Linked DNA regions of Mus musculus: all the other regions are linked to region 2. Evidence: chromatin contacts called from public HiChIP or PLAC-seq and Micro-C data. All regions are on one chromosome and are shown on one strand. The core of a region is the stretch at or near the end of the contact, and the rest is flanking DNA. Distances in the headings are between cores, read along the strand shown. Region 1 overlaps Chst15 (carbohydrate sulfotransferase 15). Region 2 holds the start of Hmx3 (H6 homeobox 3). Region 3 holds the start of Htra1 (HtrA serine peptidase 1).

What was found. Hi-C and Micro-C count contacts between places; a contact is called where the count stands out from the background. HiChIP or PLAC-seq counts read pairs in DNA pulled down with a chosen protein or histone mark.
Region 1: a contact with region 2 is called in an H3K4me3 HiChIP or PLAC-seq map of embryonic forebrain, with 4 times the contacts expected there. The contact joins the enhancer-like site here to the promoter of Hmx3 in region 2. A contact is called at or near these places in 3 of 39 promoter capture datasets (the C10 cell line, cranial neural crest and pre-B cells), 3 of 115 datasets of contacts at active chromatin or transcription factors (astrocytes, embryonic forebrain and embryonic stem cells) and 2 of 9 other capture datasets (adipose tissue and embryonic stem cells).
Region 3: a Micro-C map of embryonic stem cells shows a contact between it and region 2, with 3 times the contacts expected there. The contact joins the promoter of Htra1 here to the promoter of Hmx3 in region 2. A contact is called at or near these places in 2 of 39 promoter capture datasets (embryonic stem cells and pre-B cells), 7 of 484 Hi-C or Micro-C datasets (all in embryonic stem cells) and 1 of 115 datasets of contacts at active chromatin or transcription factors (embryonic stem cells).

The regions. Positions count from the first base shown.
Region 1 is chr7:132,282,692-132,286,848 of GRCm38.p6, forward strand. All of the region lies in intron 1 of Chst15 (carbohydrate sulfotransferase 15), which reads right to left. Among named protein-coding and RNA genes, the nearest start is that of Gm10584, 31 kb to the right of the region's middle. Within about 2 kb of position 1,825, at least 46 of the 459 cell types and tissues checked have an H3K27ac peak or open chromatin away from gene starts, as enhancers often do. A contact at or near this core is called in embryonic forebrain, where this site is marked.
Region 2 is chr7:131,540,181-131,544,526 of GRCm38.p6, forward strand. Hmx3 (H6 homeobox 3) reads left to right here and starts at 2,783. Exons shown (of 2, transcript NM_008257.3): 1 at 2,783-3,182; 2 at 3,785-4,346. The coding sequence starts at 2,783.
Region 3 is chr7:130,934,062-130,938,024 of GRCm38.p6, forward strand. Htra1 (HtrA serine peptidase 1) reads left to right here and starts at 2,142. Exons shown (of 9, transcript NM_019564.3): 1 at 2,142-2,682. The coding sequence starts at 2,211.

The sequences.
Region 1 (4,157 bases), core at 575-3,074, 740 kb after region 2:
ATCTGTTTGGCTGCAAAGCTTGTGACCTTTCACCTATATACCCAAATGAAGCTGCCACCAACAGAGGCTGGCAGAGTAGGGTATCAGCCATTAACTGATTGGTCAAACTGGATTTGAGACTGCTTAGGCAAGGCAGCCAGGCTAGGCCATGAGCTCCACACAAGCCCAGGGCCAGAGATGCTCAGGCCAGGAGAGCATGGACCTCACTCTGGGTGGGTGGTCAGTAAATATCCCCACCTTAGTGACAGAAGAAAATTCCATATGCCCCACTGAGTTCCTAGGAATGCTCCAGGACAAGGCACTTTTGGCTTGGTGACCAGAGTGACCCCAGCGGACACTGACTGTGTCCATACACCAGCCTAGGGTTAATGTGGATGGTTGGGTTTAAATGTCCTGATAATATTAAAGACAAGTATTAGCCCCACTGTACAAGCAGCTCAACTGTGAATTCAATGTCATATACTTCCTGCTCGGTGTGATTTACAGAGACAGGAAAGGATATGGGCCAGGGGAGGGGGGCTGGATATCTAAAGACTCCAGAGTCTGCACTGGGCACCGATCACAACATTGAAATAGCCATGTGACTGCAGACAAACTGAGACCCTCACCCTCTTCTTCTCCAGGTCAACATGAAAGGCTTTGTGTCTCCAAATTGGCCCAAGATCATCAAGACATCAGGTGTCTGAGAACCAGCTACTCTTCCTCTTGTGTGTTTGTGAGGCTTCCTGCAGGTGCAGCCCCAAACCTTACCTGCCAGGGAAAGGGACGTGCTTTCTGACATCATGGCTCCCATGTGGCTGGAGTGCAAAGTCCTTAAGCGGTGGCATTGTGGCCATTGTCCAACGAGTCCCCTAACACAAGCGGGAAATGAAGGAAAGAAGATGTGCCCAGGGAGTGAGTGCCTGTGTAAGAGAAAGTGTATGTATATATGTGAGAGAGGGAGAGAGAGTGTGTGTAAGAGAGAGGAAGTGTGTGTGTGTGTGTGTGTGTGTGTGTGTGTAAGAAAGAGTGTGTGTATGTGTGTTAGAGAGGGAGAGAGTGTAAGAGTGTGTGTGTGTATGTAACAGAGCATGTGTATATGTGTTAGAGAGGGAGAGAGTGTGTAAGTGTGTGTGTATGTGTGCGTGTGTAACAGAGTGTGTGTATATGTGTTAGAGAGGGAGAGAGTGTGTAAGAGTGTGTAAGAGAGAGACTGTGTGCATGAGAGAGTGATGTGTAGGAGAGATAGAATGAAAATGAGTGGGAGTGAGAGAAGAGAGTGTTTGAGAGAGGATAGAGAGAATGTGTGGGAGGAAATGAGAGAGAGAGAGAGAGAGAGAGAGAGAAAGAGAGAGAGCACCAAAGGGACAGGGTGGCTCTGTCCACCTTTGTATCCCTAGACCCTTCCTGCCCACTGAGACAGACCCTGGAGAGAAGAGGGAAGATCCTGGGTAGCAGGAGATAGCCCACCCAGATGCCCTTCAGGTCCCTCACAGAACAGAACTCACACATTGCCAGTTCACAGAATGCGAATGATGATCTCGCAATGTACAGCAGAGGCCTAGAGTGAATAAATTAAGGGCGGCACAATGGAAAGGGAAGCAGCTGTGCGCTCCCCGCCAGATGGCCTCCCTGATCGGAATACTTTTAAATATTGTTTTATTTTCAAAGATAAGCAAAATAAGAGTCTGATTTAACCCTTGAATGGGGAGAACCTCCTGAGATACTTCAGTGGCATTCCTTTCTGATGGAAAGAGCAGGCAGCCTATCTGACAGTGTCCTCTAGATGGTTTTACAAGGTGAAGCTGGGCATAGCATGCACTTCCCATCCCCAAGCAGACCAGCCCTTACCAGACATGGTGAGAGGCCAGAGAGTGGCCTGTGCATCTGCCTCAGTGTGGCCATGGATGTGATGGTGAGCACCTGGTGCGTGTGTGTGTGTGTGTGTGTGTGTGTGTGTGTGCAGGGATCTGCATGAAAGATCCAAGATACCATGTTTAGAAAGCTTAGAAAGTTTTAACATCATTTTAAAATTAAGATGTAGGCAAGTACATGGCAAAATAAGAAGTCCTGCTAAGTCACTTTCAGTACCATGGAGGAAAGCTGGGTAGGCGCTGGCAGGTCCTGTGGACCCACCAAGGTCCTCTTCTGCTCCTGACCACTCACAGTGCTACAGGTGAGTGTGGCTGCTCTGTAGTACAAAAGGAAGAGAAGCAGAAGCCCGGGACACAGCCTGCTCTGAATCACAGCATAGCAGGAGGCAGAGCTAGACACAGCAGAAGCCCCAGCTGGCCCTCTTTCCATTAAGCACAGTGACAAGTACATCCCTCAGCAACCAGTTTCCAAGAGTGACTGTGGGTGGAGCTTGGGGCACATTGGCTCACACTTTCACAGTCCCATCTGGCTTTGAAGTTCACTTGGAAAGATCAAGTATTCCTCTTGCAACTACAATAGCAGTAAAGAAATAATAAACACTAAGTAACAAAGGAGGGGCAGAGAGAAGCAGGCTGGAACAAAGGTCTGGTAAGTCACACCCTCAGCCACAACCTCCCTCCTTGTCCTCGAATGCCAACCTCCTTGCTCTGCCAGTCTTGGAGATGAGGCAGAGGGACTGTCTGAGGCTAGAGATGGCCAAGATTTAAAAGATTGAATGCAAAGAACAAGGGGAGAGTTACCTAGGCTCCACTTTAACCCTCTATTACTCAAGTATCTTTGAATTAATAACATCCCCCCACTAGCCACAACATGGTGCTCAGCTGTTGTCCTTGTACATCATCATCATCGTCGTCATGACCATCACCATCACCAACCAAATCCCCCGTTGACTGAAAATCATGCACTTGAGAGCCATCCCATGAAGGACACTGTCTCTTGCCTCCTGTCACAATAACGGAAAACCCAAGACAGACCACAGAATTCCCCAGTGGGTGTAGATCTTTATAAACATGTACAAGTCAAAGGCAGAGACCAAGAGGCACATGGGACACTATGGCTCTGGAAGACACTGTTTTGTGAGCATTCACCTATGTGACCGTGGAACAGAGATGCCCTTGATTGGGGCTCCATGTGACTGCAATGGCTGTGAGATGGACAGGTACACTCTGGTACAAAGAGAAATGTGGAGGAAAGAAAAAAAATGAGAATCCCAAACCAAGGAGCATTAATCACAGCCCCACATCTCCCGGAATCCACCTCTTCCTGGCTGTGTGTCTCAGGCCAGCTGCTTTACAATTCTGGGCTTGTTTGCTTCCCATCCGTATAGAGAAAATTGCAGCAGGAAATTCTGGAGGATTAATGGGATTAACATCTATGCGAAATGTTTCCTTGATGCCACTAACCCCCAGAGCCTGAAAAGCCCTTCCATAACCACCCCACCCCCCATCCTGTCATTCCTTTCCTCTTTCTGCAAAGATCTCAGCTAACAACAGGAACTTTGGTCCAGTGTCTGAAGCCCCAACCTATCCTGGATGATGACAGAATCCTTAAGGCAGCAGACTAGCAGGGGATTCGAACAAGCTCATATGGAGGACCCCTTCACCCCACAGTGCAACAGAGACCAGATGGGAACCCCAGAACATTAGCATAAAGGATTGCCTATGGCCAGTAAGAGCCTCTAGGAGAAAAAATCCACCTTTTAGACTCCAATAGACCTAGTTTCTGGAACCTCAACTCAAACCTAGAAGCGAGATTTCCCAGTCTCTGTAAAATAGGTCAACCGAGCATTTATTTATAGACAAACCAAGTTCCTAAACACAGATATGATGCATATATCAGAAGGGGAATCCTGGGCCGTGGTTCTCTGTTAGTCTAGCGATTTAAAAGTCCCTGGTAGATCACAGGGTTGTCTTGTTTTGTTTTGTTTTTTCATTAATTCCTCCGCAAATCTCCATAGTTGAAGGTGGAAGGCCTTCAGTGAACATGTGCACAAAGGTATGTTCTGCAAGAGTCCTGGTGTCTGCCAGGTACTGCTATGATACACTAGGACCATGGCTGTCTGTGACCAGTGTGTGAAGGACACCACCACCCCTGGAGGGAAGCTGACACACAGCTATATGAGGCCAGGTGAGAACATGGGAGGCTGTAACAAAGCCACTGCGGAAGCCAGCCAGCTGGCCCCAAGAGCAGCCGTGCCCTCAGCTCTATGTAAACAAGTTTTTTTTTAAAAAAGCACTAGTTCA
Region 2 (4,346 bases), core at 1,533-4,032:
TGGCAAGTGGAGGGAACAAGACTTTCTGGAGAACAAGTAAATTGCTATCCAGGCACCCGAGCTTTTTCGAACCAGAAAGGAAAGCTCAAGTCAGTGCTTCCTGATGTTGACGTCCAGCTGGAGATGCTGACACCCAGTAAAGAGACCCTTTCCTCTAGTGAATACACACACACACACACACACACACACACACACACACATGCTCACATTAGGAAAGATACATGCTGGATCGGCCCAAGTAAGCTGCCTCTTAACTCTTCTTGGGTCCACACTTCTGGGTCTAGTCCTAGAACTGAGATCGGCCAGAAGCCGTGGACCGAATGTCTTTCACGCCTGTCTTCCTGGGACAGATATGTCTTTCAGGTCTACGGACTCATAGATGGGTTTGTTGCGGGTTTTGGTTTTGGTGTGTTTGTTTGTTTGTTTTTGTTTTGTTTTGAGACACAGTGATTGAACACACGGCCTCTCTGGGTAGGCAGAGAGTAAGGTAGCACTGACTCACAACGACCACCTTTCCGAGAAGTGGAAAGTGTTTCCTCTTTCCCTAATTTAAAAGAGTCCTTGTACATCAGAACTTTAGCAAGCGTGCACACGTCTGCAGCTTCTCCCTCACCAGACCCGCACATACCCTTGGGAGCCTCCTCAGCCTAGTGGGCCGCCAGGTTTGCTGTGCGCAAGCAGTGAGCTCCGAACCGATGTCGTCTATTCAAGAAGAACGATTTCTGCTTTGGGTGGGTGGGTGGGGGTGGCCGCTGCTTGTCCCACACTGTTTGGGCGTCTTAGGTACAGCCTCCTCTCTGGACACCTTTTCTCTATAAAATCTGAGCGTATTACCAACCCTGCTTGAGCCTCGGAGCTGTGATTGGCTCCAACTCGGATTTTAGATGATGCGCCCCTGTGCATTCCAGTAAAGCCTTATACGAAATCAAAGGAATAATAGTAACCATTTATAGAAGCGCTACTTACAAGGCAATAGTAGGGTTCGTTACCGAGGGTGGATGTCAAAACTTTAAATACGACCTTCAAGACTTGGTAGAGGCGGTTCTGGTGCCTTAGGTCTGAAAAATAAAATAAACCTACTTCTCATTTGGGGACCCAAAACTGTCCAGGCTGCGCTAGGTAAGCAAGAGGAGCTTGAATTAGGCAAGACTCAACCGAAAGATAAAGAACGGGCTGAGGCGGAGGAAGTTCAGGTGTGAAGGGATTTTCATCCAGGCTGAGAACAAATTGTCATCTTTCTCGGGCCAAGGAACTATCACCAGGGGAAAGGACCCCATGGAAATCTAGAATTGAACTGATTGTCTCTCCGGCTTCCTGCTTGACCCAGGGAGCTGTTAAGGTCGAATGAGTCCAGCTATTCCTCAGAGGCCCGCCGAGATTCTCCAGGGACTTGGAGGCCCTTGGGACATGCTGCAGGTGTCGTTGCCAGGGTCACAAACGAGAAAGGTACTCTTCTGCGCCTTCGGTTCTTGGCGCCTATATTAAAGCATTAGGCAGTTCCAAATGCCACCCTTTGGGGGGAAAGTGCTGTGTTCAGATCGCAGGCTTAAAGTTGATCTTTGAGCCGCGGACACAGTCACCAAGAAAAGAGCGGTGTCCTTCGGAGTACAGTTGTCAGTGAGGAAACACCGCTACCCCGACAGTTGCACAGGGGAAGCGCGTGCACAGAGTCGCATACCCAACTCCTACTCCTGAAAGATTCAGAATCACTCATCCATTTTCAGGACCAAAGGCCAAGGCTACGCGGATTCCTAAGTCGGCAGACTCTCGACTAGACGAAGAGCGGGGAAGCTCTTTTTGGCCGCACCCTGATTAGCAGGTTTGGGGAAAGAAAGTACTGAGTTCTTTCGGGGCCGGGGAGGCGCCCTACTTCCTGGACCCGCACGGCCAAGGCTTTCCAGCCGCGTGGGGCAGCTGGCCTCTGCCAGGCCGGGAGGGGTGGGAGAGCGGCCGCTGCTAGCGCGGATAACCCGGAGGTGACCCAGGCCAGCCTGCTCTGCCCCTCCCCCTCAGGCAGACCGGACAGCAGCCAGCCCGCAGCCGAGCTGCAGGGGGTAGAGGGAGGTGCTTGCTCCAGACTGGAGCAGGTCCGTGCGCTCCGGCCCGCCGGGGGCGTCTCCTTCTTGAGGTCCCTCGCGCGCCTCCCGCTTGGTGGGAGCTCTCAGAGTGCCTCTTTAGCGAGAGCCAATATCCTTTTGTGCTAATAGGTTTGTCCTCATTTGCTGCCTAATTGGACTATATAAAGCCAATAACAGGCGGGCTCTCATAGCCCGAAGCCAAAGCGCCAAAATCCGAGGGAAGGCGAGGAGGGGGCGGTAGAGGAGGCGGCTGCGGGGCCTGGGCTCGGCTGCGCCTTGGCCGGCCTAATCCCATTTGCCATTGTACGCGCCCAATCGCCGTATACTCCCCGCATTTAACTTGGATGACATTTTGATTTCATCATTAGCATCCGGCGCCGGATTGACGCATCCCCAAGCCGGGGACCGCTCTCGCAGCCTCCTCCCGGGGAGCCGCAGCTCCTACCGGCCCCCTCGCTCCCTCGGCGCAGAGGCAGGTCCGCTCCCCGCCCCTCTGGACCCCTCCCCCCATGCGAGCCCGCCCCGGCCCGGTCCCCACCCCGCCCTCCCGCGGCTCGATTCGCGCCCGGGGCGGCCCCCGACTTTGAGCCCCGTAGTTGAGTTCCGTTTATGGTCTGATTTCCGGCCCCTAGCCTGCTCGCCCCGCCGCCCGCCGCCCGCCTGTCCCGCTCCCGCCCTCCGTGGGACCCGGAGGACTGGGGACCATGCCGGAGCCCGGGCCGGACGCCTCGGGCACTGCCAGCGCGCCGCCCCCGCAGCCACCGCCCCAACCTCCCGCGCCCAAGGAATCCCCGTTCTCCATCAGGAACCTGCTCAACGGAGACCATCACCGGCCGCCCCCGAAGCCTCAGCCGCCCCCACGAACGCTCTTTGCTCCGGCCTCGGCTGCTGCCGCCGCCGCCGCCGCTGCGGCCGCCGCAGCCAAAGGTGCCCTGGAGGGCGCCGCGGGCTTCGCGCTCTCGCAGGTGGGCGACCTGGCTTTCCCCCGCTTTGAGATCCCAGCGCAGAGGTTTGCCCTGCCCGCGCACTACCTGGAGCGCTCCCCGGCCTGGTGGTACCCCTACACCCTGACCCCCGCCGGCGGTCACCTCCCGCGACCAGAAGGTACCGACCTCTCTTTGAACTTTCGTTCTCCCCTCTTTCCCTGTGGGCCGGTCACATTCCCTCTCAGAGATGGTGTCACTGCAGTTAGGGATGCCCCGACACCTGCCAACCAGAGTTTTGGTTAACTTCCTTCGGCCTCTAGCCAGCATCTTTCCTGCGCCGCTCGGCTACGAGGCCAAGGAAACCAATCCCACTTGCTGAGAAAAGAAGTGCAGTTGGAGGCCCGGGCTCTGCGATTCCCGGAAAAAAATTGTCCTCCAGCAGGAATGGGTGGCTTGGGATGGCCTTGGGGGGTGGGGGGGAGGCCTGGAAGGCAGGGTTGAACCTTAGCAGTGGAGAATTTTCCCGCTGGCCCCTGGCGTGGGAAACGCGAGATAAAAGGAGCGGCCCTGATCCCACCATTGCCTGGCCAGTCCTAGAAAGGCGAAGAGATCTTAGATCTTTCTGCCCCACTGCAGCCCAGCGGGGACACGGGAGAACCGAGGCCCAGGGCCAGTAGCCCGAGGCCAACGTGTGGGTTGCGCTTGGTGCTCCCAGATCCCTGCCTCGCTCAAGGCTGTGTCGCTGTGCTTGTGTGTGCGTCCGTTTGTCTGTCTCCCCAGCCTCGGAAAAGGCCCTCCTGCGAGACTCCTCCCCTGCGTCCGGCACCGATCGAGACTCCCCGGAGCCTCTGCTCAAGGCTGACCCCGACCACAAGGAGCTGGACTCCAAGAGCCCGGACGAGATCATTCTGGAAGAGAGCGACTCGGAGGAAGGCAAAAAAGAAGGCGAGGCGGTGCCTGGCGCGGCCGGGACGACCGTAGGGGCGACTACGGCGACACCGGGCTCAGAGGACTGGAAGGCGGGCGCCGAGAGTCCCGAGAAGAAGCCGGCGTGCCGCAAAAAGAAGACGCGCACCGTCTTCTCGCGCAGCCAGGTCTTCCAGCTCGAGTCCACATTCGACATGAAACGCTACCTGAGCAGCTCGGAGCGCGCTGGCCTGGCCGCGTCGCTTCACCTCACCGAGACGCAGGTCAAGATCTGGTTCCAGAATCGCCGCAACAAGTGGAAGCGACAGCTGGCGGCCGAGCTGGAGGCGGCCAACCTGAGCCACGCCGCTGCGCAGCGCATCGTACGCGTGCCCATCCTCTACCACGAGAACTCTGCGGCCGAGGGGGCGGCAGC
Region 3 (3,963 bases), core at 892-3,391, 610 kb before region 2:
CAGAGAAATGGAGAGTCCCTAGTCCCTATTTTTCTTTTCTCCAAACCCTGTTTCTTTCTGTCTGGCATCCCTCCCCTCCCCACACTGCTTAACCATCTTGCCTTCAAGTTTGCAACAGGTTAGGGCCAGATGGGACCAGAGACTACAGCACACACTCATGTGCATAAACACACACACACACACACACACACACACACACACACACACACACACACACACACACACTCCTGAAGTATGTACAGATCATTTGCCTGTAAATTTGATTCCAAATTCTAGGCTCCAATTCCTCCACATGGCCTTGGCTTTTGCAGCCTGTCCACATAGAACTATGTCCCTCCTCCTAAGACACACACACACACACACACACACACACACACACTCACACTCTTTCTCCCTGTCCCTTCATGGACTCAGATTTTATTACAAACTGGCCCTGGTACACCTTCTCTGCTTTGTACTTCCTAACAGCCTTTCTGCTTGAAGTCTGTCTGCCTCTGCTCAGCTCCTCTCTCTAACAGGAGTTCTCCTCCTCCTCCTCTCCCCATAGGTTTGTGTGACCCGAGGAATTGCTTGCGGGATATGAGTTCCATAAAAGAGAATTCCGGAGAGAAGAGTATCTGCAAAGGCTGATGGATCAGAGCTTACCAGGGAAGCGGTAGATCAGGTGCTGAGCTATCAGGCAGCCAGAAAGCAGATTTGTTTCAGGTGGAACTAGGGTCCCCATGCATGGCATAGAACCAGAAGGAACACAAGCGCCAGGAGAGCCGGGGTCACAGCACTAATATGAAATATAATGTGGCAAGGGGGGTACCATGGTGAACCCATGTCAAGGTGTGCCTCTGAGAAATTATGCCATGCAACAGAACTGGTATAAAAGGGAGTTTACTGGCAGAAGGGAAGAGGAGAGAGCACAGGGGACAGAGGAGGACCAGTAGACATCTATGTTTCTGTAGTCTGAGGATTCCAGCCAGACACAAAAGTACTTCTCATATCAGAGACTGTGTGTGTGTGCATGTGCATATGCGTGGGTGTGTGTCTCTCTTACCCCTCTCTTACCCCTTGATGTGTGGGACTTGGACGAAGTTGAGGCTTACCTCGGGGACTGCTTTGAGGGGAGTTGTTTTAAGGAATTCTGCACAAGGGAACAACCCGGATGTAGATTAGCGCCCTATCAGCGACTCCTCCTTGAGTCAGGGTCAGCAGCACTCTGCCCACCACCCTGGGGTGTGTTATGGCGAGGTGCATGGGGAACTCAGGTGGGGACAGCACATACTTTAATTCTCTCATCTTCCAATACAAGATTTATGTGTTCTGTGTTGGCCAGGCACAGAGATCTGCCTCCGGGGTGACAGTTGCTCTTCCTGATGATTCTTAGACTCATCTCGGTCCCAAACGTCACTTAAATCCTCATGTGAGAGCTCAAAATAAAACATCTTGTTTTGGGACACCTTGATTTGCCCGAGCGCTGGGACTGCAGGCGCGGGCTGGGCGCTTCTGTGTGGTAACAACGCATTCCCTAACAGCTCAGGGTGAAAAAGTACAAACTGTACAAAGCCCGGTGGCCACGGCATGCTCCCGGTGGCCCTCCAAGTACCAAACCCAGATACCCGAGGCGTGCTATGGCATGCACTCCACCGAAAGCAACTTTAAAAGAGAAGCGTTAGGAAGGTTTACACTGTCATTCGCCAATGCTTTTTGCTTCTCTCACTTGAAACTAGGTCTGGGCACTGGGTTTCTGCCAGTCCTGCTGACGCTGCCTTCCCACGGCGGCGTCAAGTTCACAGCCACAGTCCCCCAAGCTGGGCACCGGTCCATTGCAGCTGTGGCCGGGGTCGATGTGACCGCCCTCCGCACTGGACGACCTGGGAACTTTCCAGGCGATTGCGCAGTGCTAGGCAGGTTTCCCTCTGTTAAGTGCCACTTTGGTCTTAAGGTCTTCAATCTCTGAGGAAAAAGAATCCTAGAATGAGAAACTGAGCCAGCCGGAGGGTGGAGTCGCGGCCCGCCCCGCCTCGTCCCCGCAGGCAGTCCCCGATCGGCCCCCCTCCCGGGAGCGGTGCCCGTCCCCCTGGCGCTTCGTCACCGCCGCTAGGCCAATGGGCTTAACCGTACGGCCGCGCACACTCGCACCCGCTGTCCCCAAGACCCCGACACACCGTCCCGAGCGCGGTTTTTCGGCTGTGGTCCAGCCCGTGGCCGTCGGAGTCGTCATGCAGTCCCTGCGTACCACGCTCCTGTCTTTGCTACTGCTGCTGCTAGCGGCTCCTTCCTTGGCGTTGCCGTCGGGGACCGGCCGCTCGGCCCCAGCTGCCACCGTCTGTCCCGAGCACTGCGATCCCACCCGCTGCGCCCCGCCGCCCACGGACTGCGAGGGTGGCCGCGTCCGCGACGCGTGCGGCTGCTGCGAGGTGTGCGGCGCGCTCGAGGGTGCAGCGTGCGGCCTGCAGGAGGGTCCCTGCGGCGAGGGGCTGCAATGCGTAGTGCCCTTCGGGGTGCCGGCCTCGGCCACAGTACGACGGCGCGCACAGGCCGGCCTGTGCGTGTGTGCCAGCAGCGAGCCGGTGTGTGGTAGCGACGCCAAGACCTACACCAACCTGTGCCAGCTGCGCGCCGCCAGCCGCCGCTCCGAGAAGCTTCGCCAGCCGCCGGTCATCGTCCTGCAGCGCGGCGCCTGCGGCCAAGGTACCCGCCCCGCCCTGCGCTGCACTCCTGGGTGGCTCCCCACTCTCGCCAACTCAGCCCGACCAGTCAGGACCGTCGGGAGGGGATGCGGAGGTGCAGAGAAGCACTGCGGGGTGTTCTAGGCATCCAGTTAGTGGGAGAGAGAGACGATGGGGCTCGGGGTAGCTGTGTTTCAAAGGCTCCCTCCGGCCCTATTTCTGCGCCAAGCATCGGGTCGTTTCGAGAAACGCCAAGCAGGTGCTTTGCGCGCTTTGGTCCAGCACCCCCTGGCCGGGGTGACTAGGCATCGCGCTGGGGAAAGCCGCGTATCATACCAGGGATCTTGGCAATGTTGAGATACATGGCTTTGGGATCGCAAGAACTCTTGTCGCCTTCCCTTCCTTCTCCCTTTCTGCTGAGTCCTCTCTTCTTGGAACTATCTAAGCAGTGTTTTTCTTATAGAACCTCTTCGTGAAAACTTTCACTTTGGGGAGAGGGAACATCTCTGCTCAACTCAGCAAGCATTTTTCTCACCCCGCCTCCTAAGCAGAAAACGATTTAGTAACTCCGGCCCTCTTCCTCCATTGATTTAAATCAACTTTACAAAAACGCCCACGATTTGGTCCTTTTTTGGTCCTTTGGTCCTTTTGCCTGAGTTCAACCAGGTAGTGGACCGTGAAATTTGAGGTAGAGGAGGGGCCCACTGGGGATGAAGAAAAAAATGCACCCTCTACCCTCTCTCTCCTTGTGGGACCTTTCTGTACCCACAAGAGCTGGACGTGGTGGTGGCGACAGGGTAAAGGGGCTTGGAGAACTGCCCAGCTCCCTGCAGGACCTTCCAGAGAAAAGCTTCGGTTAAATCCAGAGATACCCTGTGGAAAAACAGTAAATTCATACTGGCCACTACAGCGCTGTGGGGACCAGCCAGCTGGGCTCCAGTACATTTGGCTTCAGCTACAGGGCTCCTGCCCAAACCTAGCACCTCCCTCCCCTCCGCCCCCCCACCCCCCATGTGGTGGGGAGGACAGGAAAGCACGGGAGAGGGAAAGAGAGATTGAGCTAGATTTTTCTTTATAGGAATATGGTCGCCTATGACCACTTTGAATTTGGCAAAACTTTACTCGAATGCACAGGAAAGTACTCCAGGTGGTGTAGGAAGAGGTGGGCTGGTGTTTATATTCTTACCACAGGAGCACAGGACTGGACCTCAGTCCCAGGAAACTCAGCCTCCATAGAGAGAAGAAAAGGGTTTTTGTTTGTTTGTTTGTTTGTTTGTTTGTTTGTTTTCAGAGAGGACTGATC